Linked DNA regions of Oryzias latipes: region 2 is linked to region 1. The links are chromatin contacts, called in public Hi-C maps. All regions are on one chromosome and are shown on one strand. The core of a region is the stretch at or near the end of the contact, and the rest is flanking DNA. Distances in the headings are between cores, read along the strand shown. Region 1 holds the start of cryaa (alpha-crystallin A chain). Region 2 holds the start of LOC101174568 (muscarinic acetylcholine receptor M4).

Region 1 (2,993 bases), core at 247-2,746:
ACCCAGTAGGAGCCATAAGGTCTAACACATTTGCCGCCTTTTGTGCCCTGACACATCCCTGCTGTTTAGGTTTCATCAGCCGTTTTATGCCTTTTGAAGCTTTTGTTGGAGCTTTTTTCTATGGAAACCAACATTCTAGTAAATGTTTGAGTCGTCAACCATTTTTCCATATTTGGATTTTAACCACTTTTTCCCCGTCTTATCTTGCTTTTTTAAAATTTAAAAGGTCACAGTCGAGATGGTGATACATTAAACATTTTGTTTTTAGCTCAGAAGGATTTTCACTGAACAATGACGTTCCGACAGCCAGAGGAGGCTTTTGAAGGAAACAGGAAAAGCAGTTTTTTTCGGGATTTCAGCTTTAAAGATAACAACCCTCCTGAAGGTGGCACCATTTACTGCACATCAACGTTTATCCTCAGAAACTCAATTCTTGTCCAAATTTCTGGTGACTCCCATGATGCAACTGTGGAAAGGGTGGAGTTAGGTTAAGTTAAGTTTTTCAGAATTCTAACTCCTTCCTGGTCCTAAATTTTGAGGCAAGTTTATGTTTGACGTGTTAAAGGCAACAAAAACAACTAAAGGAAAAATAATCATTGGGGTTACAGACCCTCTTTTACAGGGCTCAAGCCAAGACATATTTTTGACTAGTAATAGGACAAAAATGGCTTCGTGGTTTTAAAAATCCATGAAAAAACCTTTTTTTTTACATGTTACATTTTTATAAAGTAATCCTGTTTAAGTTTTGATTGTTAGGATGCTTTTTTCCTAGTATTTGTGCGTTTTTCTGCTCTGTTCTTGACCACTAGAGCCTAAATCAGGTTGTAGTAGAAGGAAGGGAAGGGGAAGGTCACCTGTCTTTCTCCATGCTTGCCCTGGATCTCCACAAAGTCATCGATCACCTTCACGCTGAGCTCATCGGGGGAGAAGTGCTTGACATCCAGGTGAACCGTGAACTTGTCCCTGTCAGACCTCACCTGAGGGACAAACAGCTGTAAATGGACGAAGCCAATGCGCTTTGCTGGACACATGTGCCTGACCGAACCCGTGCTGTAAACAAAAGAGCTGAAAACATTTTAAAGAAGTGGTGTCGGGTACCTCGGAAATGCCGGAGTTTGAGGAGTCCAGGAAGTTACGAAACAGCGACTGTCTGTAGAACGGACTGATGGTGGGGGAGGTGAAGGGCAGGAGGTCGTGATCGAACATCCCCTCCCCGAAAAACTGGTCAAAGAGTCGAGCCGGGTACATGGAGCCCAGGGTGCGTCGGAACCATGGGTGCTGGATAGCAATATCCATAGTGGCTGAAGAAACAAGGCTGTGCCCGGTTTGGTCAATCGACGGAGCTACTTGGCCTGGAGTCCAGGAGGTGAAGACGGAAAATCGTTCAAAGACAGGGTTTTCCTACACTTTTCTGTTTTCTGGGCAAAGAGGCAGCGATAATTCGTCCCGGTCTCTGCAGCTGCCTCCTCTTTATATACCTGACCACCAAAAAAGACTGGCTTTAGCCGGGATCCCTCTGGAATGCCATTATCTCATGGTGGGTTGGACCAGGTCAGCAGAATCCGAGATGACTGGTGCGACCCGGTGCCACCCCCCACGCGCCAGACACCCGTGGCTGCCAAAACAAACCTGCTGCATAGAGAGGGAAGAGGGGGCTCGGACTGAGACAAAGAGGTCAGAAAGCCATGGACGGACACAGGATGACCTTTCAAACGGTTAAAGGCGCCGTCAGGACGTGACAAGTTCACAACAAAGAACCTGAAATCGATAGAAAAAATGAATTCTAACATGGTTTTTTTAATTATGTTCCATTAGAATAATGGAAATGCCTGGAAAGATTCAGTTCCAACAGATGATCATTTTGAGGCTTGCAAAAAAAAAAAAAAAGACCAGGCCGGAAAACTGGACAACTTGTTAGTCCAGCTAATCCCCTAACTGTCATTTTTTGATAAAAACCTGCACCTCCTCCATAAACCAGACTAAAAACCTGTTCACATTTATTCTTTGGTGTTTTGCACCATTTTCCTCCCTTTGCTACTCTGTTCTACTTGAAGAATCCATCTCATTTGCAGGAAAATAAAAGTCATTTCAAAAGTCGAGTTGAGAGTATTTTGCATGTTCACCACCTTTGCATCAAATGCGCTAATCTAATCCCGCAGATTAGTCGGGGTTTAGGCGATCCGTGCAGCCGCAGGCCAAAAGCAACCGAGCCAGGCAGCATGTTTTAGGGGCAAGTTGTCGAGGATGAGCCGCTACCAACCGGACGTGGAGGTGGTAAAAGTGGGCGGGGTTGGGCCGAGTCAGCACTTTGAGGTTTTATCAATGGGAAGGACAAAGCCTGAGCTCTGAGCTCTGAGCCCCCACACATCCAAAAGCTGTTTTCAGGAGGCCTGACAGAGTGGAAAAAAACAGAGATACAACCCATAAAACATGCATTTCCTACACACAACATGTTCGTCAGCAAACTTGAACATTAATGTGACATCAATGTGTTTATTGCATTCTGTTGTCACTTCTAGCCCTCCGTATATTACACCATTATTCACTTATCCCCATTGTTGGTATAAAAATAGCAGGTAATATGAATGCAACCATTCATCTATGCTTAGCCATACATTGTTGAAGCCTTAGTCACATGACCCATACGGGTGCTGGAGGTGTTTGGGTTGTCCCTGGAGGGTCACAGAGAAGAGTGGCTACATCTTAAAGAGAGCTCAGCCGTGTCTTGTAGTTTTCCTGAGGCTGGAACAGGCATTGTCGTGCGTGTTGTGAGTGTATCGTGGAGTATTTGTAACCCCTAGGATGTGAGGGTGATGCTGTAGCATGGGGCCCTTATGCCACACCGTGGTCGTTAGTGAGGTGTGAGTGCTGGCTTCCTGCCGTTCACAGAGAGGGAGGATCCAATTCTCAGCATTTCCAACATCTTGTTTTCGTGCTCATTTCTAATTTCTTATTTCTCATTGTATTTCCCCATCAGTTAGGGGGTGGGATGA
Region 2 (2,993 bases), core at 369-2,868, 150 kb after region 1:
GCAGAAACACTTCTCCAGCGGTGTCCCACAGGGCTCTTATCCCGACCCCCACTCTTTTATGTCAATACCTCCTCAGTTCACTCCACCATTAAATCACACAACAACCATGATGTCACCATGATCTCTGCCGGTCGCGTAGAAGTCCGTATGAGAGAAACAACCTCCTTAACACAACCCTTCCTCAGATCAACCGGCAACTAGTCAGGATGTTCCGTGACTGACCCCACGAGTTCATCAACAAACCAGTCAGAGCACCTTACCAGAAAACCAGACCCCACTTCTCAGATTACACAACCAGATGATCTGACCCACCCACCCACCAGCACCGTCCAACCTGCACCATCGTCCAGCTCAACCCTTCTGTAGACGTTTCTATCGGCGCTTTGGCGTCTTCTCCAGCCGAGACGCCACTTTCCTCGTTTGTGGATCCCTTTTTTCTGCTAAAAGGCGGCGTGGAAACGTTGTCGTTTCATTTAAAGTGTTGTGGGTTGTTTTTTTTCAACCCGTATAGAGGCGTGTGGAGCAGATCAGAGGATCGAGATGCACCAAATTCACAGAGGATGTCCAGATTCACACAAACACTTTGGTTTCTTTGTAGGATTTTGACAAATGAAGATGAATACGAAAAAAAAATCCATTAAAAAGTTGGAGGATTTTAGGGAATAAACTTCAGTCTGACTGTTTTTAAAAAATATTTTTGATCCTTTGTATTTTAGATTTGCCTTTAGGAAGCTTAAATCAGCCAACCCCACCCACACAAACACACACACAGACACACAAACACACACAATTACACACACATGTCACAAAAACACTATTGACCACGCATGTAAAGTTTTCCAGCCCTCAAATCAGACAGCAATTCAGTCAGAGACTTTCTCTCCCCCCTGGGGTCCACTCTGACCCCCCACCTGTGATCAACGGGGGCTGCGTCTCCCCCCTGGGTCAGCGGGGGAAAAGGTTCGATTCCCCGGTCGCGGAGCCTGTGTCAGCCGTTGACTCACCGCTCAGGTTCCAGAGGGGCTGGACGCCCCCCGCTCCGCTGCTGCCGTCACTCATGGTTCATGGCAGGAGAACCAGCAACCCAAGTTTCTGCGCGCGCGCGCGCGCCCTCGTCCTCGGGGATGCTTCGGGTCTCTAGTGCCGCGGTGGCGGCGGCGGCACCGTTCGGCTCATCGGTACCGCGAACCTGAGCGGCAGCTTCAGCCTGCGAGTGGCGCGCGCTCCACGGCACGCGAGCGGCGGGAAGGAAGGAGAGAGAGAGAAAGAGAGGGAGACAAAAAGAGGGAGAAACGGAGGGAAAGTGATGACGTCTCAAGTCCAACAATTTTCTCAACAGCAGGTGTTCCGCGTTCACCTCTCTTAAAAAAACTTTTTGATTGAATCCTTCTCTGACTCTAAAGTCTAAACTAACTGCAGTTGAACCAGCAACCATCAGCTCAATTAGCTCCGCCTTTTTTGGAGTCCCTTTGGGTTTACAATAAATAATTTAGTTCAGGATGTTTTTAAGAATTGGCAGAACTTAACTTGAAGGTAGATCAGAAGCTTTAAAGTAGCCGAAAACCCATGTGGTACTCGAAACTCGAGAAACAAAATCGCACACAAAAAACAGAAAATCCTAAAAAAAAAAAAACACCCCAAAAAAGATAGAAAACAAACTATTGAGAGTACACTGCAACAGCCTGTTAACCCTTTAACCCCTGAGACGTCACCCATGACGGCTAATGCTACGTGTTTGTTTGTTCAAGACCATTCTTGGACACGTTTTTTGCATCTGTCTTTAGTGTCGCAACCCGATACACTAAAAAAATGATTCAAGCTCCTCTTTCATGTAACACAATTAAATTCTGTTTGTTTTATTTAAATATATTGATTTTTATAATAATTTATCTACATTTAATTGACCTAACATAAATTGTATTAATAGTTTCACCGCTAAACTCCAGTAATCCAAAATAATTGAGTTCAAGTAAAGGAGCATGCTGTGCGCATGTTGAGTGCTGTTTTCCTGTTTCTCTTTATTTATTCTTTTTATAGTATCTTCTGCCGTTTTACAGCTACAATTTTTCACCTATTTTAACCATTCAACTATTAAAATGTTTAACTCTTTCGTCTAATGGCTGCTATGACTTTTGGTCCTTCAAATCCTTCGACTTTTCGAAGAGAGAAAACTTTCGTAAAAAACGTACTGTGGCTTGAAATCGTTTCAACTCAGCTTTTCCCAATAAGACGATACACGACGAACCTTTTATAGAAAAAATGATGTATGACCCACTAGACAGTGCTCTGAACCTTTTTTCTTCAATGATTTGTGATCTTCACTGGTGTCCATGAATTACATGAAATCTTTCCACCTTTATCCACCTTTGTCATGGTAGGGAGAACACGTCAATGGAAGGGGGGGTCATCTAAGATAGCACAAGGGATACTGGCACCTGTAAATGGCCACAAATTTGTTACCTCTGCGGATCAGTCAGCAGATGACTTCTTTTTGCCTTTCTTGATAAAATTGAGTTCGACTAACCCAATTACATTTTGATTACATGGAAGAATTTTCTTTGAGGTGGGGCTACTCATATTTATTGGATGGAAATCCTGCCCACAATTAAATTGAGTTCATCCAATGACTTATTTTTTTGAGTGTACTTGCGCATGTACTCAACGTTTACAAGAGGCGAAACGTTCAAGCGGTGCAAATCTCACAAATCTTCAGCTCCAGGCGTTTTCTTTCACAGCTCTTTTGCGACAAATGGTTGGTCAAAGTTAACTTTCGAGGCGGATTCGATGGTCTCACATTTGTTCGAATGAAAAACTGACATAAATCTTGCATAAGGACATGTGAACGCGACAGTTTGAACGCAGGAGTCCAAAAAGCACTGACACGCGAGTTTATGTAGACCTTTCATTGGAAGAGGTCGCCTGAACGCGCGTTTCCGTGAAGGTAGCATTTGTAAGACACGCTCTTTGACCTATTGGAAGTCTTTGATCTTTTA

The links. Hi-C and Micro-C count contacts between places; a contact is called where the count stands out from the background.
Region 2: a contact with region 1 is called in a Hi-C map of embryo, with 3 times the contacts expected there. The contact joins the promoter of LOC101174568 here to the promoter of cryaa in region 1. A contact is called at or near these places in 4 of 5 Hi-C or Micro-C datasets (embryo and gastrula embryo).

What each region holds. Positions count from the first base shown.
Region 1 is chr2:975,712-978,704 of ASM223467v1, forward strand. It overlaps cryaa (alpha-crystallin A chain), which reads right to left and starts at 1,497. Exons shown (of 3, transcript XM_004086021.4): 1 at 1,099-1,497; 2 at 855-977. The coding sequence starts at 1,296.
Region 2 is chr2:1,126,215-1,129,207 of ASM223467v1, forward strand. LOC101174568 (muscarinic acetylcholine receptor M4) reads right to left here and starts at 1,619. Exons shown (of 8, transcript XM_023961607.1): 1 at 1,005-1,619. The coding sequence starts at 1,059.